Linked DNA regions of Mus musculus: regions 1 and 3 are each linked to region 2. A link is a contact called in public Hi-C and promoter capture Hi-C data. All regions are on one chromosome and are shown on one strand. Each heading gives the region's core, a stretch centred on a gene start, on an enhancer-like site or on the middle of the called end of the contact. The rest is flanking DNA. Distances are from core to core; before and after follow the strand shown. Region 1 overlaps 1700060C16Rik (RIKEN cDNA 1700060C16 gene). Region 2 overlaps Sox5 (SRY (sex determining region Y)-box 5). Region 3 overlaps Sox5 (SRY (sex determining region Y)-box 5).

Region 1 (2,700 bases), core at 54-2,553, 250 kb before region 2:
AATCTTCAGGAAGATCTAGTAAATCACAAAGAGCTCCGTGATGCTGCTACCTGTGGGCTGGATGCGTCCTGCAAGCTGACAAGAGGCTGCACTGCCGATTGTCCTACCTTTCCTGCCAGACCACCCCAGCTGTGGTACATACCACAGCATTCTTCAGGCATTCCAAAGAAGAGCAGCCTGAGGCCCGCCTGTGTGAGCCACCTCAACAATCCTGGAAGCTGTTGAAGCTGGGGCAGAGGCCGATCAAGTCAACTGTTGTGCAAGGCCAGGGCTGAGACGGAACTCCAGGACCTCATGAAACAATTCTGGGTGTGGTGGTTGCTGCTCATCAGCATAGCGCATGTGGATCCGTGGGACTTGCAGGAGAGCCTCAGTTCCTGGAAGAGAGACCTTGACTCAAAACTCAAGGAAGATGGTGCCCAAGGAATGACACCCAAAATGCTCCTCTGGCTTCCACATGTACCCTCATATATGCACAACTATATATACCCACAAACACACACACACACACACATGCACACACACATACCTGTTATAAACAGCATATAAAAATACCATTTCTGAGGCGATTCTGCCGTGCCCAACTTAGTACATTCACACACGTATACATTCATACATGCACAGTAACACATGCATGTGCATGCATACGTGCACATAGACTGAGATGATAGCTAACAGCCAAAGCCCTCCCTCACCCACATTGCCTCTTCCCTGCCTTTCCTCTTCCCGTGAATGCCCACTCGGCCCAGATCCCCAGTGCTTCCTCCCACTGGAAGGGCCTCAAGCGGCCTCTGAGCCTCTCCCACCACAGTGGTCTTCTGCTTCTCTTTAACTCCTCTAACAAATGTCTGGGCTGCATCTTGCCATCCGGTCAGACTCAGCTCTCTTTTGTGGAGCGCATCGGTGTTAGCTTGTGCTTACTGAACCCCAGTCTCACATTAAGAGCTTCTGTCTACGGACTTGAGGAGGGAGACCTATCCCTACCCTGAGAAAATCTCCACCTCCACTAAGCTTTAAGGCCCAGGCTTCCATGTGTCTGTTTTCCTTGTTGCTTTTGTGGATAGATGGACAAATTAATTGAGGCTTTTGCTAGTTGTGGAAGTCAAAGGAGGAGACTTTGTACTGCATTTTATGTGAGGGACTGCGGTGAATGAAAGATCTAAACAATGGACATGATACTAGGACATTTTCACTGCATTGGCTGAGGCCCCAAGATGGCGGGGGAGGCCAGCGCTACTCTCTCTGGCACTTTCAGCACCTTCTATAAACAGTGTCATGGAGCATTCTGGGAAAAAGAACATTTCATCCTGGTGTGTCAGCACTGGGTCAGCTGAAGGAAACTCTGTTGTCAGGGTTAGATGACTCTTCCTTTACTGGCCTGTAAGGAGATGAGAGCTGATAACGTGTTGCAGGCTGTCTGTGGTGACTGTGGGAGAGTTTATGTCCTGTTGCTTCGTGTATTTTCTGTAGTGTAGAATTTCCTCCCATGAGCAGTGGCTACATATGATCCATGCATGAAGCAACATTAGGACTCTGGGAATTATTTATCTTGTTATGACTTCATGGGTACACTTAGTCTGCAAATTTGGGGTCATTTCTGCTGGTGGCTAAGTTGTGTGTCACTGACACATGGTGCTGTGTATTAAAAATGCATGGTGGTGAGTTATTCTTGGTGCTGAGTTGTTTACCAGCAACTCGGTTACATAACGCTAGTGCTTGGTGTCGAGTTGTGAGTGTCTAGTACTTGGTACTGAGTATTATATCACTAGTGCTTAGTGTTGAGTTGTATAGACCTAGTGTTGTTCTGAGTTGTATGTTTGTAGTACTTGGTGTTGAGTTGTGTGTCTCTAGTGCTGTGTGTTGAGTTTCCCGTCTCTAGTGCTTGGTGCTGACTTGTGTGTCTCTAGTGCTGTGTGTCTCTAGTGCTTTATGTCGAGTTGTGTGTCTCTAGTGCTTGGTGCTGAGTTGTGTGTTTCTCATGCTAGATATTGGGCATCAGTAAGGCTGGGTGCTGAACCAACAGGAAACAGGTTGAGAGAAGAAGAGGGAATTATTGTCCACACATGAGAGATGTGTCTTCTACTATAAAGTAAATTTGTTACAGAGCACAGATGCAGGCCTAGACCTTGAGCGTTCTGGTGGAGACCTGAGCAGGCTGAGTGGGACAGGTATTAAAATCACAGTCTGCCCCCCCCCTCACCCCATCCCCCAGATGGCTGCCTCACAAAGTAGATTTACTTTCAGTGAACACTGAGCAGGCTTTTCAACCCCTCTCTGCCCCCATGGAGTCCCCTACAAAGTCAGGGAAAGTGACAAAGTACAGATGAAGTCACTCATCTGGGGGGACCTAGTCCTCTTGTCATCCAGAAGACCCAGTCCTCTGGTCATCCGTGGGCTGTGTGTGACTCAGTCCCCCCACCCTGTGCTCAGAAGCCCACTGGGATCGCAGGAGACCGAGACCAAACTGAATCTTTATTTCCATTCACTAGCTGTGATTAAATCACTCATAAAGATGTCTTAGAATGCCAACAAGCTCAGACCACACCACTCAGCCCCTCGTAGCAGTCTTAGGTCATGTTCCTGTGGGGTGCTAAAGAGACAGAGGTCCACAGGACCCTTCCATTTTTATTAAATCTGTATGTCTGAGGGCATTGGGGGGTCTGCAGTGAGGGCAGTGAAGATTTTTTGGAAGTTGTAAAT
Region 2 (2,700 bases), core at 199-2,698:
ACTGACCTTTTCTGTCCGGCAGTTGCTGAGACCTATGCTGTTCACCACGGCCACCTTCCCGTCCAACGCTTGCTGCTCTCGCCTGAGTTGCTCTTTCATCTGGCGAGCTTCTTGGATTGCCTTGGTGACAGCATCGTGGTCATTTAAATAGCCTGGGAACAAGACACAATAGATGTACCAAGTGCATGGGAGAGGGAGAAGCTGAGTTTTGGTCATTACTTGGTTGGGGGTGCGGGTGAGGAGGAGGCGGTGGGTTCTGAGGGATCTGAGGGTTCCTAATGTCTTCATGGAACCCATGCGGAATGAATGAATGAATGAATGAATGAATGAGCAAGCAGTCATATATGAGAATACCACATTCATCCACAGTAGAAAGACACACACACAGCATATCTGATTGCTTCTAAATGTTCACAAATTTATACCTGCAAATGTAGATTGATTTTGATTTGAATTGTGCATGCATGTATGCATGTGTTTTTGCATGTGTGTATGTCTGTGTGTGTCTCCCTGTGTGTATGTGTGCAGTGTCCACATAGGCCAGGAGAGGTCCTTGGATCTCCTGCAACTGGAGTCACAGGCAGCTGTGAACCAAGATGGCTACTGGGAACCAAACTTGTCTCCTCTGCAAGAGTAGTACGTGCTTTTAACCATTGAGCCATCTTTTCAGCCTCAAACGTAAAGTATTCCAAAGTTTAAAAATATGAAACTCGGAGGTTCAGTCAGTTGCCCTCTAAGATCTATGCGCTGATAATAGCAACTGCAGTTCCCTCTCAGAGTATCAGAAAATTCAGGTCAGGGTGTATGGCTAGTGCAATCAGGTCTGTGACAGATGGGATAAGTCATTAGCTGACTGGAAGAAACACTCCCCCACCCCCATAAATCCACTTTCCGTGAACATGATCTACAGGTGGCAGTGGTTTCCTGTGGGTCTAAAGTCCTAGGCATGAGGAGACTAGACTTCAGGCACACAATATGACCAAGAACCCGCAATCAGTAAGACATCATCGGTAGTATTAACTCTGGCCTCTGTTAACTCAGTCTCAATGGCCAGCTTGGGTCTAAAACTCCCTGGCCCAGGCTTAGTCAAGGTCTCTGCCAAAATAGTCTAAAAGGACTCTGAGTGAGGGGCTGAGGTGATGTTAACCTGATCCCAGTGGAGCTGCTGGCCACTGACTTATTTGCTGTGCATTACTGTACAGAACATTATTTTAGGGTAGAGGAGAATTGAGAAAAAAAAAACAGTGCATTTTGCAACTATTTAAAGGATGGCTAATATTCTGTTGCTCACTCCCTATCTTTTAAGTGGGGCATAAAATGGCCTAAGATGGATCTGTAATATGAAATTGCCCAGAAAAGGGACTTGTTTGTGACACGAGGCTAAATCTAACCAGATCCATTGGTGAGCTGTGACAGATGGAGGGACTGTGAGACAGAAGGCAGGCACTAATCACACATAAAATGACCGGCTTGCCTCAACATGTTCCACGAATTCCAGCAAACTTTACACCCTAATCCATTTTTAGAACAAAAAACATCTGGGCCATAAATCCTCTAATCTGCCAAAACACGCTATTAAATCCCACGATTTGTTGAAAAACACTAAGATTAAAGAAAGGAAATATAAAATGGCTAGCTGCCTTGCTACGAAAGTGTTATTAATACTCTTTCTTTGTGTCATTATGAATGTTCTGGTACTAAAGAGCCTTGTCTAATCATGTCAGATTACACACCCTCATTGCATAGCTCTTCTGTCTGACCTGCTGATTGCCAAAAACTCATCAAATATTTTCTCGCTGCTTAAAAATTCTACTGAGAGTACTGAAGGGAGACCCACATAGTACGGTTCTGGTGAGGACTGGTAAAGTTTGGTTCCTCGGTGGTCCTGGCTTTCCTTGTCACAGGCTAATCCTGGTCCTCTCATCTTCTTGGGTCCTTGAGTATGTCCCAGATGAGGTCATAGAAGGAGGAGGGGACTGAGAGTGATTGCTGTGCTTTTTAGAAATAGTCACTGCAATTGATCCAAAGAACAAACTGCGGCTTCAAATACACATGATGTTCACACCAAGGACTGCTTGGGGTGGATGTCTGTGGCTGAGGATAGACCTGCTCTCAGTGACACTCTCCCCAGCATCATGAACAGTGCTCTCAACATGTTATTCCCCAGTGCATAGCGACCTGCCGTACTCTGGGTAGCAATCCAGCCCTTCTGTGATAAGCTTGGGTGTGCTTGTTTAGTCAGTCCTCAAAAGACCAGTCTGCTTGTCCTGGCCCCTGACCCCTGTCTCTACTCAACCTGGCGATGCATGCTTTTTATACTCTATTTAGTCTCTCTATGGTCTGTTTAGCTTCCCCAGAACACAAATATATTTGAAACGGTTTAGCACATGGTGTTGAATAAAAGCATGAATTCTTTAAGCTTTTTTACAGACTGCCAAGATAGCACTGTGTAGGAAAACAGTTAATATGGATAGATGGGGAATGTAAATGATGGTGAGGTGAGGAACTGAACCCATGTGGGGCAAGGGCCACTCCAGCCGTGGGGAGGGTCGATGAGGTTCAAATAGGTGCTGGCTCAGAAATAAACATTGTTTTTGGAGACCCTTGTGTTTCAGTAGTAACGCTGTGTTAGATTCTAAAATTGGTATCTGGTCTGCTAACTCTGAAAGCCGCACCATATGTTACAGAGTTGAGCCATGG
Region 3 (2,700 bases), core at 135-2,634, 210 kb after region 2:
AAGAGACAGAATTGAAATAAAATGCCATGATCCACGCCACCATATGGCACTTCTAACTGAGGGTCCACCATGCTTTCTGGGGATTTATACCACCAAGATCTAGTGCCTAAGCTGCTTCTGGTTATATCAAGTGAATCAGGTGACACTAAGTTAGCTCTAGGTGTGACAAGAGCTTGGTGGCACACAAGCCTGAGTGGGAACTGTCTTCCGGGTCCTCATTAATGGAAGGAACATTGGAGTTGATTCAGCGAACCGCATTCTCATAATAGCTGTTTTCACGAATTTTTTCTTTTTAAACTCCTCAATGCAGACTAATGATACCATGCTAGAACACTGTTTAATAGAAGCGATTGTGTCTCTGCCTAAGAATGGGGCATGATGAAATCCTGCCTCTGTCCACAGAGGAAGCTGAGGAACGCTTCAGTACGCCTAGAGCTCTGGTAACCAGATATGAATATTCTATTTTCTGCTGAGCTTTTGCCAAGACTGGCACAGCAGATCTTGATTCGCATTGACAAGAACTTAGAAAGTGTAGATTATATGTTTCAGATCAGCTTAAGCAAATAATTCTACATTATGAGTCAAAACAATTTAATAAGTATTAATTGGATTAAAACTGTGGCAGGTACTACTCAATCGGAATAGAGGAAGAAACTATGTTTAAAGCGTAACACTATATTAAATATTGGTGGTGTGTTACAGCTAAAGAAGCCTATAAATATAAAAAAGTCTAGAAATATTATATATATATATATATATATATGCGTGTATATGTATAATTATTTATAAACTATATATAAAGTCGATCTGTGGCTCTTTTATTCACATGGAAACAATACCACATTCAAGTGAAAAAGAGTCTCCCCCAACCTTCAATAGAAGCCACAAATCTATACTACGCACTGGCAGAAACAATAAAGCAACTCAGGCAAGAAATCCAGGTTTCAGGTAAGGCAGTTAATGTATTTAACAGAGGAGGAGAGGAGAAGGAGGGGAGACAGGGAACAGGCAGATGCGAAGGGGAAGCAGGGAGAGAGGACTCAGATTTAATATTTGAAGAGTAAGCAAAGACACTTACTTCCTGCAATCTTGAAGGAGCACGTGGGGCTCCCCACTACTCCATCTAGAACTGGCCTTCACGGGGACAGAATGGAAACTATCCTTTCTAGTCAATGACACTCGAAGGAAGGGCCCCATCCCCCTTGGGTTTTAGTCTGTCGATTTCCAGCCTGCTCTTAAAGGAGAACTCGGTATTTCTTAAATTAAAACATCATGGGCATAGATCAGGAGCAATGACTCATGGGTTAAACACCAATGTGAGACGGTTTGAAGCTGTTCCTTGGCCACATGCTATCAATCAGGAGCTGCCCAGAATATATGAGTGAGTCACTACGAGTCTCACTACTACCGGGAAAGCTTCCAGCTAGCACACGTGAGCCATGGGCTCGCTTTCCCTAGCATTTATCTGGAAGGGATGTGGCAGATGTATTTCAAACAGACTTCTTAAGTCTTAACTTCAAAAATATATTTTTCTAACTGTAGGCAAGTTTTATGTCTGTGGCACATGTGACAGTCAGCTCGTCTCTAAGGTTGGCTTTACAGTGGGTGCTAATATTTGACTTCAGTCTTTCAGGAGGCTTTATCTTCTTTTATTACACATAATGTATTCTTAAAGCTTGCCCTATTTTATCAATAGCAATTACTGTCAATCTCTCTGTGTTCCTATTTCATAAGCTTTATCATAACTGTGTAGAAAAACGAAAACAGATAGTATCCATATGGATCAGCTCTGAGTGTGCTTTCAGGAACCCGCTTGGGCTTGGAACCGATCCCTTACAGACAAGAAGGACTCATATAGTTTAGCGTTTCTGACTAACCTGTCTCAAATACTGAGTTTCGAGGCAGAAGCAGCTTTTAAATGCTCACGTGTAAACCAGCCCATTTCTTAGCAGCACTTGGGAAAATATTAACTCAGTCCCCAGCCACTCGTCTTCTAATGTGCTAAGGTAACAAGCGTCTCTTCCACTCCTGGAAGGCGAGCAAACAGCTTTTAAGAGACCTAGAAGCCACGAGCACCTTTACCAATATGCCCAGTTTCATTCTGAGGTCTACAAGGAGCATACACAGGGAGGTGGTAGAAGCAGAAGCCCAATTTTGCCGTCTGGATGCAGGTAACTGAATCCAGTCTGGTTTTGGATGCCAGGGTGCGTGTGTAAGGATGAGAATAGGTACTCAACCCAAACAAGGAAATCGGAAGCTGGCCATAGGATTAAAGGACACCCAAACCAGGCCACAGCAAACCACACTTCCCCTTGATGAAGCTCATCTCAAGGAGTTGTTCTTGGCGGTATCTGTCACAGGATGCTTCCGCTAAGTATTCTGAAGAGAGCGAAGGGCAAAGCAAACCAATAACTCCTTTACATCTGTGCCTAAAGAGCATCAGCACAGACAACGTGCACCTAGCAATCTGGGCTCTGTGCGAAGATCGCTACAGTAATAACGGGAAAATGGCAAAGCGAACGTGGGAGCTGCAGCAGTCGCTGCCGTTTCCTCCTTTATGCGTTCTCCTTAATTGCCAGAAGATATTATTTTTCACCACTTAAATAATTTTCCCCGTGTTTATGTGAATTTTATTGTGTCACAATCACTTCTTAAGTGTCATGATTTTGCAAAATACACATTAGCATATATTACAATACT

Evidence for each region. Promoter capture Hi-C pulls out the DNA fragments that hold promoters and counts their contacts. A called contact is a pair of places that touch in the nucleus more often than the background predicts.
Region 1: a Hi-C map of uterus shows a contact between it and region 2, with 12 times the contacts expected there. The contact joins two enhancer-like sites. A contact is called at or near these places in 8 of 484 Hi-C or Micro-C datasets (the HPC-7 cell line, adipose-derived mesenchymal stem cells, embryonic stem cells and 1 more), 2 of 115 datasets of contacts at active chromatin or transcription factors (bone marrow-derived dendritic cells and fibro-adipogenic progenitors) and 1 of 9 other capture datasets (embryonic stem cells).
Region 3: a contact with region 2 is called in a promoter capture Hi-C map of the 3T3-L1 cell line, with 4 times the contacts expected there. The contact joins two enhancer-like sites. A contact is called at or near these places in 1 of 39 promoter capture datasets (the 3T3-L1 cell line) and 3 of 484 Hi-C or Micro-C datasets (the 3T3-L1 cell line, cortical neurons and uterus).

What each region holds. Positions count from the first base shown.
Region 1 is chr6:143,615,333-143,618,032 of GRCm38.p6, forward strand. 1700060C16Rik (RIKEN cDNA 1700060C16 gene) reads right to left here. Exons shown (of 5, transcript NR_045732.1): 3 at 143-377. Among named protein-coding and RNA genes, the nearest start is that of 1700060C16Rik, 35 kb to the right of the region's middle. Within about 2 kb of position 1,304, at least 15 of the 459 cell types and tissues checked have an H3K27ac peak or open chromatin away from gene starts, as enhancers often do. A contact at or near this core is called in uterus, where this site is marked.
Region 2 is chr6:143,861,378-143,864,077 of GRCm38.p6, forward strand. Sox5 (SRY (sex determining region Y)-box 5) reads right to left here. Exons shown (of 15, transcript NM_011444.3): 11 at 7-152. Among named protein-coding and RNA genes, the nearest start is that of Gm52484, 31 kb to the right of the region's middle. Within about 2 kb of position 1,449, at least 15 of the 459 cell types and tissues checked have an H3K27ac peak or open chromatin away from gene starts, as enhancers often do. A contact at or near this core is called in uterus, where this site is marked.
Region 3 is chr6:144,073,722-144,076,421 of GRCm38.p6, forward strand. The region is part of intron 3 of Sox5 (SRY (sex determining region Y)-box 5); the gene reads right to left. Among named protein-coding and RNA genes, the nearest start is that of Gm52485, 89 kb to the left of the region's middle. Within about 2 kb of position 1,385, at least 86 of the 459 cell types and tissues checked have an H3K27ac peak or open chromatin away from gene starts, as enhancers often do. A contact at or near this core is called in uterus, where this site is marked.